2 separate regions of the Mus musculus genome follow, and region 2 is linked to region 1. A link is a contact called in public Hi-C data. All regions are on one chromosome and are shown on one strand. The core of a region is the stretch at or near the end of the contact, and the rest is flanking DNA. Distances in the headings are between cores, read along the strand shown. Region 1 has its middle 70 kb from the start of Gm46273. Region 2 has its middle 73 kb from the start of Peli1.

The links. Hi-C and Micro-C count contacts between places; a contact is called where the count stands out from the background.
Region 2: a contact with region 1 is called in a Hi-C map of cortical neurons, with 2.5 times the contacts expected there. The contact joins two enhancer-like sites. A contact is called at or near these places in 1 of 39 promoter capture datasets (hippocampal neurons), 11 of 484 Hi-C or Micro-C datasets (the AML12 cell line, bone marrow-derived macrophages, cerebellum and 6 more), 2 of 115 datasets of contacts at active chromatin or transcription factors (embryonic stem cells and neural progenitor cells) and 1 of 9 other capture datasets (embryonic stem cells).

What each region holds. Positions count from the first base shown.
Region 1 is chr11:20,984,500-20,990,258 of GRCm38.p6, reverse strand. No RefSeq gene overlaps it. Among named protein-coding and RNA genes, the nearest start is that of Gm46273, 70 kb to the right of the region's middle. Within about 2 kb of position 2,313, at least 49 of the 459 cell types and tissues checked have an H3K27ac peak or open chromatin away from gene starts, as enhancers often do. A contact at or near this core is called in cortical neurons and hippocampal neurons, where this site is marked.
Region 2 is chr11:21,161,810-21,167,568 of GRCm38.p6, reverse strand. No RefSeq gene overlaps it. Among named protein-coding and RNA genes, the nearest start is that of Peli1, 73 kb to the right of the region's middle. Within about 2 kb of position 3,673, at least 55 of the 459 cell types and tissues checked have an H3K27ac peak or open chromatin away from gene starts, as enhancers often do. A contact at or near this core is called in cortical neurons and hippocampal neurons, where this site is marked.

The sequences.
Region 1 (5,759 bases), core at 1,064-3,563:
CTCTAAGGTTCTGGGGATTAAACTCAGGTTTTCACGTCTGTGCAGCAAGCATCGTACCGGTTGAGCTGCCTCTCCAGCCTCGTTTAAGACACCTATTTTCTAGGTTAGCTCCTTTGTATACTTTTCTGTTCAGCTCATATGAGCCATTCTTATTGAAGAGCAGCGGTTTAATGGAACAGGTGGGAATGAGAATAACCTGGCAAATGTGGCATCCGTGCCACTTGGTTATGTGGTAGAGTCCTGTGGCACCATCAGTTTCTCTGGGTCTCCTCTAAAGACACGGAATGTAACTACTTCCCTCCGGCTTGGGGGAAGGGCTTAAATCTAAGGCTGTATAAAGCACTTAGCAAAATGCCCATCACTGCAAATACTCCAGTGGAGGCTGTGGTCCTTGTCCTTGCTGCTTCTGTCCTTGTCCTCTCTTGGTGCTCTTTGGTGGGTGCATCCACAGCACTTCCCAAACAGTGAGGTCGGCTGCAGAGCAGTGCTGCTGCCTTCCTAATCCTCCCTGCCCTGTTCTTACTCCCCTACAAGTTGCTTGATCCTCCATCCTCCCTTCTTATCCTCTGCTGTGCAGACAGGGTGGACAATGCGTCTATGCCACGAAGAGTTTTCACTGTGATTTAATTGAAAGCCATTGGTCCACATAGTCTCGCAGTACTGGAAAGCTTCTGGAAACATCAAAATGATTCTTTGTGGAGACTAAACCCCATATTTGATGATTGATTTTTTTCCCCCTATTTTTCCCCAGCTAGACATGCACCATGTACCTAATACAACTCTGCGGCCACGGGGACAAACATGTGAGAACGATTTTTTAAAAGTGTAGCAGAGTGAAAATTCCATTTAAATCTTTGTTTTGAGCTAAACAATGAGATGGGAGTGCCAAGTGGTCAAATGGATTGTTTCTACATTCAAGAGAAGCAGTCTAGAGAGAGCGGAGGTTACCAACATTTAGGGCTAGCCCTTCCCACTCTCCTATCTTTTGGTGACTATGCCCACAGCAGGCCTGTTAGCCCAGTGGTTTTTTTCTCTCTTCCTGGGGAGTCAGAGCTGACATGGCACTCACTAGAACCAGTAAAGAAAACAGGCTGTGGCAGAGACAGCAGAACACAGAAGACTCACAAGTGTGGCTTCAATGTGTTCTGAGAGCCTTAGCCTGATCGGCTTCATACACCTGCGGTCTTATCTGTAGAAATGCTTCCTTTACTACTGTTCGGGTGCTTAGGGACTGTGTCCTAGTAGTCAGGTATTGCTCTACATGCCAGAAAAAGCTGTGAAGGCAGGGAGTACAGTATTAAAATAGACCAGAAAAAAAATCACTGAGAAAGTTATATTTGTGTAAACAATAGAAGAGAAAAAAATTAAAATGATGAACCACAAGTATCTCTGAGAAAGAATGTGCTAGAAGAGATAGCTAGCGTAAGGGCCCTGGGGTGTGTTAGAAGAAGGGGGCGGGAGGAAGCACAGCAGCAGCAGCTGTGAAGGCGGGGGGGGGGGGGGGGTAGATGCAGGAAGTTGTAAAAGGCATTGCAGACTTGGATTTTCCATGAACATTGAATGGTAAGTGATTAGAAAGTTCTGGGCCAAGCACTGGGTGTTTAGTGGGTTGATGTGTTGAGGATAGACTACAGGGAGCACAGGCAAGAAGTGGAGAAACACATCAGGAGGCTACTGCGTCCAGGTGGGAGGTGACAGTGAATTGAACCAAGGGAGGAATGGAGGCAAAGGTGACGTGATTGGACTCAAGTTGTACGTTAAAGATGTTTGTGGATGGGCTGTGTGTGGATGTGAGAAACATAGTATATGCTTCGTCCAAAGCAACAGAAGGAATTGTGTTGCCATTACCAAGATGGGGAAGGTGGGTGAAATGGGTGGAAAAGAGACAGAAGGAAAACTGAGAACAACATCCACCCCATCTCCCACACGGGTTTAAATGCAATGATTTCTCTGTACTGCATCAGCAAATATACTTCACTGTTGTGAGCATTCAAGTTTCAAAGGACGCCCCAGACCCCAGCAGCTCTCTGTTCACAAGCTGTTTGTCTCTCAGACATCCTGTCACTCCATAGGTGGTTCATCCCGGTGGGAGCGGGTACGTTCCTCAGCACAGGACTCCGAGATGTGGCAGGTGTGATCTCAGCTATGTTTAGGTAGCTATTTTAGAACGAGCCCTCACAACGGTGACTCAACTATGACTTAACAGTTAATACCTTTATTTCTTGCTAACAGAATATGGTCCCTAATCTTTCTTTCATATAGCAACTGATGTTGCCATGCAGATCTCTTGGTTGCTATGAGACGGGAATATAACCGCGCCCCGTGATTGGCCAGCACCTCTAATGCAGTGTGGTTCTCACACGGGCTGCTGACACTGAGCTGTTACTATGGTGAACTTTACAGTTTCCTTTGATTGGTGGATTACAGAAATAGGCCATCAGTGGAATTCATTATATTCAGCTAAGTGAAAATGAAAAATAAATGTAATAGCTTTCCCCCATCATCAGTGTGGAGAAAATATAGCATCTAATGACGTAATGAATCATCAGTAGATGACACAGACCCTTCACAGAGTGAACAGCAGTATCATCCAGTGCCAAATTTGGGTGGGAAATATGCTCTCTATTGATTTGAATCACTTGTTTAGAGTTAATGGCGTTGGGCTGAACGGGTCTAGGAGCCCAAGCTTTGGAAGGGGACATGCCTTTCTCTGTGGGAGATTAATGTTCAGGCTGGGACCTGGGTATGGAGGGTGGGAGGCATATCAGCTCCAGGCAGGGCTGATTAATTTTGCATCTCAAAAAAAAAAAATGTGTTCTTGGATGCCTTCATCAGACAGGCTGCTGAGAGCTCCTGGGGAGAAATGGCTGATGACAGTCACAGCCAAGCAGGCTTTGTGCTTTTGGCTCTCCACCCTCTCATGCTGGCCTGAGCCAGCTCAGCGTTAGGTGGATAGGTGAGTCCTGGATGCCAAGGCTCTTGCTCCGTGGAAAACTGACTTCTAATTCTTCAGACTCATAGCTCAGCTCTCTTCAACCTGAGCAAATTTGGGAGGCAGATGGAAGATGAACTTAGGAAGGGAAGTCAAGGAACAATCTCTAATACCAATTGAGGTGAAGGATGGAGAGTGGAGGACTCGGCAGTTTGGGAAAGAGTCAGGGAGTTACAAAGGCAAAAGTTGTGTGCATTGAGCTCTGGACTGATGTTTGATATACAATTCATCATTTTTAACAGCCCCTCCCTCCATATGACAAATTACTTTTGAAAATAATCATAAAACGAGGCAAGGGGCAACAGCCAGAAAGAAAATATCTTTGATTAAATTTTGTATCGTAACAATAAAGAAATTAAAAATAACACTAATGCTATAATCTCCTAGTGTAAGAAAGTTGTTTTATTGTGTACTTACCTATTTAGTGTGCTTGTGTCCGTGTGTGCGCACGTGGCGGCCAGGGTATGCTGATATCTCCTAAGTCCCCTGAGACAGGGTTTCTCACTGAACTGGAAGCTTGCTCACCGGTTCAGCTAGTCTGGCTGCCCCACAAACTCTGGGGTCCACCTGCCTGTGTCCCCCAAGCCAACACTGGGTATATAGCTTCTCACATGAGTGCTGGGGGTTAGAACCAGTAACTTCCTGCTTATACAGCAACTGCTTTTACCACTGAGCCATCTTGCAGGCCCCTTCTTTTATTTTCATTAATGTGCTTTTTGAAGAAAAGAATGGAACATACATTGGTCTTCTATTAGAAATGAACAGTGGCTTTACAATTTCTGTGTTTGTGAAAAACTTTGGCAAATACGGCAAAGGTTTTGTCCACATTGGTTTTCTTCCCATATTCATAAAGTATCAATCCATTTTTTGTTGCAAAAACATTCTTTATTATTTTTAATTTCAAAAAGTGAGGGGAACAGATTAAGTAGAAAAACATCTTAGTCTGATTATTATTACAATATATAAATATTTATAAAGGTAAATATTTATAAAACAATAAAATTTATTTATTATTAAGTCAATAATAGAATTGTTAAATTATTAATTTATTATTAAATTAATATTGAAGAAAAAAGAAAGCATCATAAACAGAATATGTTTGTTTATCACTAATGCAACAAATAAAATAAAACAAAACCCGATATCACTGTAAATCCTGGAAAACTTAAGCACAGCTGAAACCTCTGAGCAGTTGCATAGAATGACAGATTCGAAGTCAGTCAGCTGCTGTTGTCTTCACAGTCCCAGGCACTGGCCATTGTTGTTTGGCTGCACGGGAGAGGAGGATGTCATACCAGGGAGCCTGAGACAGGAGTTATGCCCAGAGCTAGCTCTGTGTGTGTTTGCTCTCAAAACAAATGCAGGGCTAGTTTTTCTCATCAACTTCCATGTAGTTAGAGATGTTTGCTCTAAAAGACACACCCGAAGCACACTAAATGGAAACTTACAAAATTTATACCATAAAAACTCAACTGCAGCCTCAGAAATTGTTCAAAACAGACAAACAGAAGTAATTTTGTTTTGTTTTGTAATTTTATTTTGCCTGAGGAAAGTCACTTACCACTGACACTTTTCAGAATCGTTTGTCCTGGTGATTATAAATGACAAGCCAGCTTTCAGTGGGTTTAATGTGGCTTTTAAAGTGCTTTTCAGACCAATCCCTTTGATATCCTGCTCAGGGTAGAAGCCTTACCTCCTGCTCAGTATAGCTTAGATCTACGCTGGGATTGTGCCATTCTAGAGCTGGGGGAGAAATAAAAGACAGCTCTGCAATATCTAGTAAGTTCTCTGACCATGGCACCACTAAATCATGTTGTGTTTCTGTTGTCCTATGATAATAAAAGGAGGACAGAAATAAAGACTAAGGGGTCTCTCATAAAGATATGACCAAACCCTACAGCTTTGCATGCTGCCTGTGTGTGCTCTGGCTTGGCCGAACATTCCATCTCAGTGTTTGCTGATCCATTCTGCTCATGGCTTTAACCTTTGTGTTCATGTTCAACTGAACTCAGCCCCGGGTTTATCTCTACTGATAAAACAAACAGAACACGCTCGCTCTCCAGAACCATCTTCATTGCTGGTCTAGTTGGGCAGCAGCATGGGAGACAGGAAGTTCCTGGAACTCTTAGGGGGCAGTAAGTACAGGAAGGAGGAAAAGGGGGAAAGAAAAATACAGAAGCTTCAAGGTTGGCTAGGTTTGATAGTCCCTTTTTTTTTCCTGTTACCTCACCAGATAGCTATATATAGAACCATCTTTGAATAGATGGATGGTTTCCTAGGGAAGGTGACTTAAAGCTCTGATGCCTGGCATTTTACCAGTGTTGCTATATATTCCTTTCAGTTATATTAATCCGTGGACAGCTTCCTCGGGAGTGCAGATGCTGTTGGAAGAAGGAGCATGCTTATATTTAGTGCTTTGATATAAAAGAGTGTCTTGGGGTACTGCCTCTGTTATTTAATGATCGGGATGGGAAGCCTCAGTACTTAGCTGTGAAGACACCTCTCAACTCAACCTTGCCCAGTCTTGAATGCACACCTTTTATGTTAAGAAATGTCCGTGCCTACTCCTTGGAAAACGAGAGAAAAAGACCCATTCTGTTGATAACAGTTTTTGAAAGAACTCGACCTATAAACAGTAATAATGCTTTAATTTTCTTTTTCTCTCCCCAAGAACTGGGTCATCTTCCTGGTCTATGATGCAGTCCACTCTGCTCTTCCCGTGCGGGAAACTTTTTGCTTTGTTTGTGCTTTGTTTTTTTTTTTTTTC
Region 2 (5,759 bases), core at 2,424-4,923, 180 kb before region 1:
TGGAAAGAGGATTTTCTGGAAAGGATGGAAATCGTGGACACCATGACAGCAGAGATGAAGGGTTTGGCTGTCATCTATTCTCATAAAAACAACAGCCAGTGTTTCCACAATGTACCATTACAAAGAACGGAGTACTGGTGTGAGTGAGACTGGAATGAGACTGGGTCCCATAGACGCAAATATTTGCATGCTAGCCAGTGAACCAGTCTCTCTCTCTCTCTCTCTCTCTCTCTCTCTCTCTCTCTGCCTGAGGATCAGGATGTAGCTCTCGGCTCCTTCCCCACTGTTATGCATTCGTTCCTCACCATGATGACAATGGACTAAGCCTCTCAAACTTTAAGCCAGCCCCTAATTAAATGCATTTTTTTAAAATAAAAATTGCCTTGGAAATGGTGTATCTTCACAGCAATAGAACAGTCACCAAGATACCTGTCTCTCCTTGATACATGCCTGCAACCTCAGGACTTAAAAGACAGAGGCAAGAAGGTTTTGAGTTTGTTCTAGGTTGCTTCCTGTTGCTGTGATAAAATGGTGAACAACAGTAACTTGTGGAGGAAAGGTCTTATGTGCCTTGCAGGTTATGGTCCATCATAGAAAGAAGCCAGGACAGGAAGTGAAGCAGAAACCACAGCAACAATGTTTACTATCTGGCTTCCCCTGGTTTTCCCAGCTATCTTTCTTATACAGGTGGCCCGCCCACATCAATTAACAATCAAGAAAATACCCTGAAAGACATGCCCACAAGCCAATCTCATAGAGGCAATTTTTTGGACAAGGTTTCCTTTTCCCAAGTATATCTGATGTGTTTATAAAAAGATAAAGAGAGAGGGGATATGTTCTATGGAGGTGTGGTGAGATATGGGGGAAGGCGGTGCCTCTGTGGGCCCATGCTGAGGCCTCCCTTCCCCCTGAGGGACCAGCCACATGATGGTGTAGTACAGAATAGACTTCATTAAGGGCAGGAGGAGGGGAATTAAGAGGTAGTAGAGGCAGAGAAAGCAGAGAGAAAGAGAGAGAGAGAGAGGGAGAGAGAGAGAGAGAGAGAGAGAGAAAGAGAGAGAGGGAGAGAGAGAGAGAGAGAGAGAGAGAGAGAGAGAGAGAAAAGAAGAAGAAGGAGAAGGAGAAGAAGGAGAAGAAGGAGGAGGAGGAGGAGGAGGAGGAGCGGGCACATGGAGAGGGGAGGGGAAGGGATAAGAGAACAGAGCAAGAGTGCGAGAGGAACAAGAGCAAGAGAGTGAGGAAGGGACAAGCAGCCCCTTTTATAGTGGGTCAGACCTACCTGACTATTACCAGGTAACTGTGGGGCAGAGCTTAGACAAAATGCTAACAATGCCAAGTTGATAACTGCCTGGTTAGAGTTTCTATTGCTTCAATAAAACATCATGGCAAATTGGGGAGGAAAGAGTTTATTCAGCTTATGCTTCCATATCATAGTTCAGAAGTGGAGGAAGTCAGGACAGGAACTCAAGTAGGACTGGAGTGATGTAGAGACCATGGAGGGATGCTGTTTACTGGCTTGCTCAGTCTGCTTTCTTATAGAACTCAGGGCCACCAGCCTAGCACCACCTACAATGAACTGGGCCCTCCATCACTGATCACTCATTGAGAAAATGCCTTACAGCTGGATCTCATGTAGGCATTTCCTCAACAGAGTCTCCTTTCTCTCTGATGATTTTAGTTTGTGTCAAGTTGACACACAAAACCAGCCAGGTCAACAATGGAGATTAGCCATCACAGATCCTCTTTCAAAGTACATAAACGAACTGATACAGTCCTTGTAGTTTTGTCATCATTTGGGACTTTCTGGTGTCATTTGAAATGTTAACATATCAAGGAAAGCTCAGACTTGAAAACTCAAGAAATCACCAGTGATTGTCATGAGATACTTAAAAATCACTACAAATGCCTGAGTTCACTTCTTGCCATGTCAGCTTTGCTCAAAATGAAAGAAATGAAAGAATATGGTTCAGCAATTAGAGAACCTTAAAACAGTGGGTGGTCTACTGCAAAGCACATAGGAACCATTCAGACTTTACTCCTGCAAAGACAGCTGATCACCGTGATGACCAATGTCTACTTGATCTGACCTGGTTATCTTAAGATGCTGCCTTATAGACAACTAGTTGTCACCCAGCCAAGTTCCTTGCCCAGAGAGCACACTATCCCCACAATTGCTTCACGCAGAGATTAGCATGTCTGAACAGAGAAATAAAATGCTAGCCATTAGTCTTATGAGTGTGTGTGTGTGTGTGTTTCAAAAAAAACATTGTTTTTGGGTAGGGATAGAACTCGGAGGTGAAGTTTTGGCATACACAAGGCCCTGGCTTCAATTCCCAGCACAATAAAGTAATCTTTATCTGTTTCCCTTTTCCTCTGCTTGAAATTAGTTCCAGTCCAGAGTACGTACTGCTGTCCACTGTGTGCCAGGCTAGGAATATGGTGGCAAAAGGCCAAGCAGAGGCTCTCAGAAGGTTGCTTCCCATGAAGGGAAGTAAGAGCTGACAAAGGCATAAACCAATAAAGCAATGCAGTTACAGTAACTAAGGGCTGTAGGGGAGGTGACCTGGGACAATGGCAGACATCTGAGGAAACATGCAAAGAGCTTGTCATAGAAATGAGTGCCATGGTTGACAGGAAGACTGCAGTATGGCTGCAGCAGAGTAAGGCGGGCAGGCTTGGAGGGTGACAGGGAGATGAGGAAATGAGGCAGAGTCACATCAAAGGAAGATGCAGGATGCAAAGTAGGGAAACTGCAGAGTGCCAGACAGACACTTTGTATATTGTAGGCTACTTTGTATATTGTAGGTCAGACAGGGAAGTAGGAGGTACTGGGTCAGAGATCCAGGTGATAGATAGGTAGAGTGCCTAGGGTTGTCGTGGCAAGGTTAATGTGGGCCCACAGTGGCTTTGTGAAATTAGAAAGGGCCCTTTAGCAACACTGACAGCTGATAGGTGGGATGTGGAGCCAAGAGCAACGGAGCATGACTCGTTTGAACCAGAGTAGATGGGTAGAGAGAGATGGATGGTGGCAACATTCTGATCAGGCTCACGTGGAGTCCACTGACGTTTGCACTCAAGGTGGATGTGACTGTACCTGACACCTAAGCAGCAGTTGTGGTATTGATGCTGGCTTCCCTTCTGCTGGCTCTGGGGATGTGCTGATACACAGAGATAATATGTGTGACATAGTAGGCCAATGTATTTGCCTTCCCATAAGCTCCTGTCCCCATGGTTCGCTAACTCCGTGAGTACAGAGAAAGCCAGCCAAGTGATGAGTCTTTTATTTCAGGGGAAGACAAAAGCTTGAAATCAAGTGATTTCGATCAACAAAAAACAGCCTGTTGAAACAAAATATACTCTTATGTCCCAGCAAGGCTGAACCTGAAGGATTTCCCCTGATCATAGGTAGAGCCACGCCAAACACAAGAAGCAACGATGCCTGTACCAATTCCCCATGGCGGGAAAGAGGCATAAATGTTTGAGTAACAGGCAGGGAGTTGGAAGATTAAAAGTGAACACAGAATTAACCCAGATTTGGGGGTGGAGGCTTGATACTGTTGTAACCCCTGAATTACTGATACTAGAGAGACTTCAGTGTTGTACAGACAGTACAGTTTGCCTCTGCGTTCCCTGCCAGAGGCTCCCCCTCTCCCCCGCCCAGGCAAGCAGGATTTGCAGACAGCTGGTTTCTGTGCTGCATCCTCCTGCAGCAGCCTGGGGCTCCCTCCCCCTCCTAGCGTTAGAATGGCACGACCCATAATGAGGACATTCTGAGACCTTCTCCCCGCCTCTGTGTCTCCAAAAACCAACACTCCTGCTGATAAGAACTCCAGGTGCCTGTCCTAGACCTTAGAGAAATAACAAGCTCAAGGGAGACCATGGCAAAAAAGCTAAACAGAGGTCAGATCACAGTTATGACTGGCCATAAAAAAAAAGTCCTTGAACAGACACCCATTAACCCCCCACCCCTGCTTCCGTACTATTCCACCCTCTACTCCCCTTTTCTGTGAATAGTCACACTATTCCTAACTATACTGTATATAAACCCAATGTTTTCTGGACTCAGGTTCGCTTGCCAGCATTCATGCGGTGAGTGCGGGGAGGTGAACAGAGATTGAACTTGAAACAGCCAGTTGCAGCGGACTTTGCAATTCTTGGGCTTATCTGGGTTTCAGGTGGACTCAGGGCACAACAATATGAGGAGGTGTCAACCCTCTCTCCCCGATCCCCACCCTCCAGTAGTAGGCAATTATGGATCAATGAAACTCTGAGAATTATCAAGCAAAGCTTTGTACCATGTTTCCAGATCCTGGGGCCCATGCTTGCTCTGAGGTCCAGAGGGTTAACGATGGAGTCAGACAGGATACACGGGAGGAAAGTATGCAAGGCTCATCTTCTACTATGGAAAGCTGTAATTATGGCTGAAGCAGGAAGTAACTGAATCCATGTAGGTCAAAAAAGTACAGAGAGAATAATTTCCTCAGCAAAATCAGTGAGAGAGACATTTTGAAAAGGAAAAAAGGAATGGTTTTTTTCTTTCTTTTTCCTTTTTTTTTGTTTTTTTGTTTTGTTTTGTTTTGTTTTTTTGAGACAGAGTTTCTCTGTGTAGCCCTGGCTGTCCTGGAACTCACTCTGTAGACCAGGCTGGCCTCGAATTCAGAAATCCGCCTGCCTCTGCCTCCCAAGTGCTGGGATTAAAGGCTTGAGCCACCAACTTCTTAAGAAGCTAAGGTCTTTAATTGGCAAGATCAAATATTTCCAACTGCACCAGGAATGGGGCTTTCGAGAAGGAAGGAAATCTTACAGCAATAAGGCCAGTCATCTATCTATCTATCTATCTATCTATCTATCTATCTATCTATCTATCAATTAATCATCTACTTATTTATTATCTATTTATCATCTATCTATTTACCTTCTGTCTTTGATGATTTTGGGGGGGCTATATTTCAATCCTGCTGTATTAGTACGGCCTGCATTATTAGCAAGTGAAGAGAATTCAACCTGAAGTTCCTGTGCTTGTAGCAGGGAGAGAGAAAAAGGGTGAGAGAAGGTAGATTCTGTCCTAGCCATTGCCTGGAGAAAGGCAATATTGGGCAGAGCATGCAGAAAGACAGACAGACTTGTCACTGTTCACTCTCTGTGTCTTTTGTTCTAGATACATGCACAAACTATCCAAAAAGCTAAAGACAGAAAATAAATCTGTGCAATAAAAATAGACTCGTGCCTAGCAATCGGCATCTGCTCCTTTACAAGGAACATTACATTCTTCTCGCTCTAGAGTCTTTGTCACTTCTCCACAGTGGGCCACGTGGTCATCCCTTTCCCGTGTGTTGACAAGGGTTCTGTAAACTGCTTCTCCTCTGCAGCTAAGCATGACCCATCCACACTCAGTATTCTAATACAACTCCATACATCCTTCTGTAAGGGAAAACCATCCTGCTGGCCCTTGACCACTGCAGTGGAGGAAGGTGTGGGAGGGACTGAAAGGGGGTGCTTGCTCCCACTCTGGTCATGCGCACCCCTTTGACATCACAGAGTAATGAGGAGGTAGAGGAAAGAACTTGGGCCTGGGAGGCCAAACTCAGTAGAATAGGGTTGATGTCTGCCAACTACTCACTACAGGGCCTGGGTTTCAGGTTTCTTCCTTTGCACATTGGAGAAATGAACTATTCTGAGCTATCCTAGCACAATGATAGAGCTGTTCTGGTTGCCTCAGCACCCCAGTCCAAAAGAACAAAGACTGACTTTGTGAGATC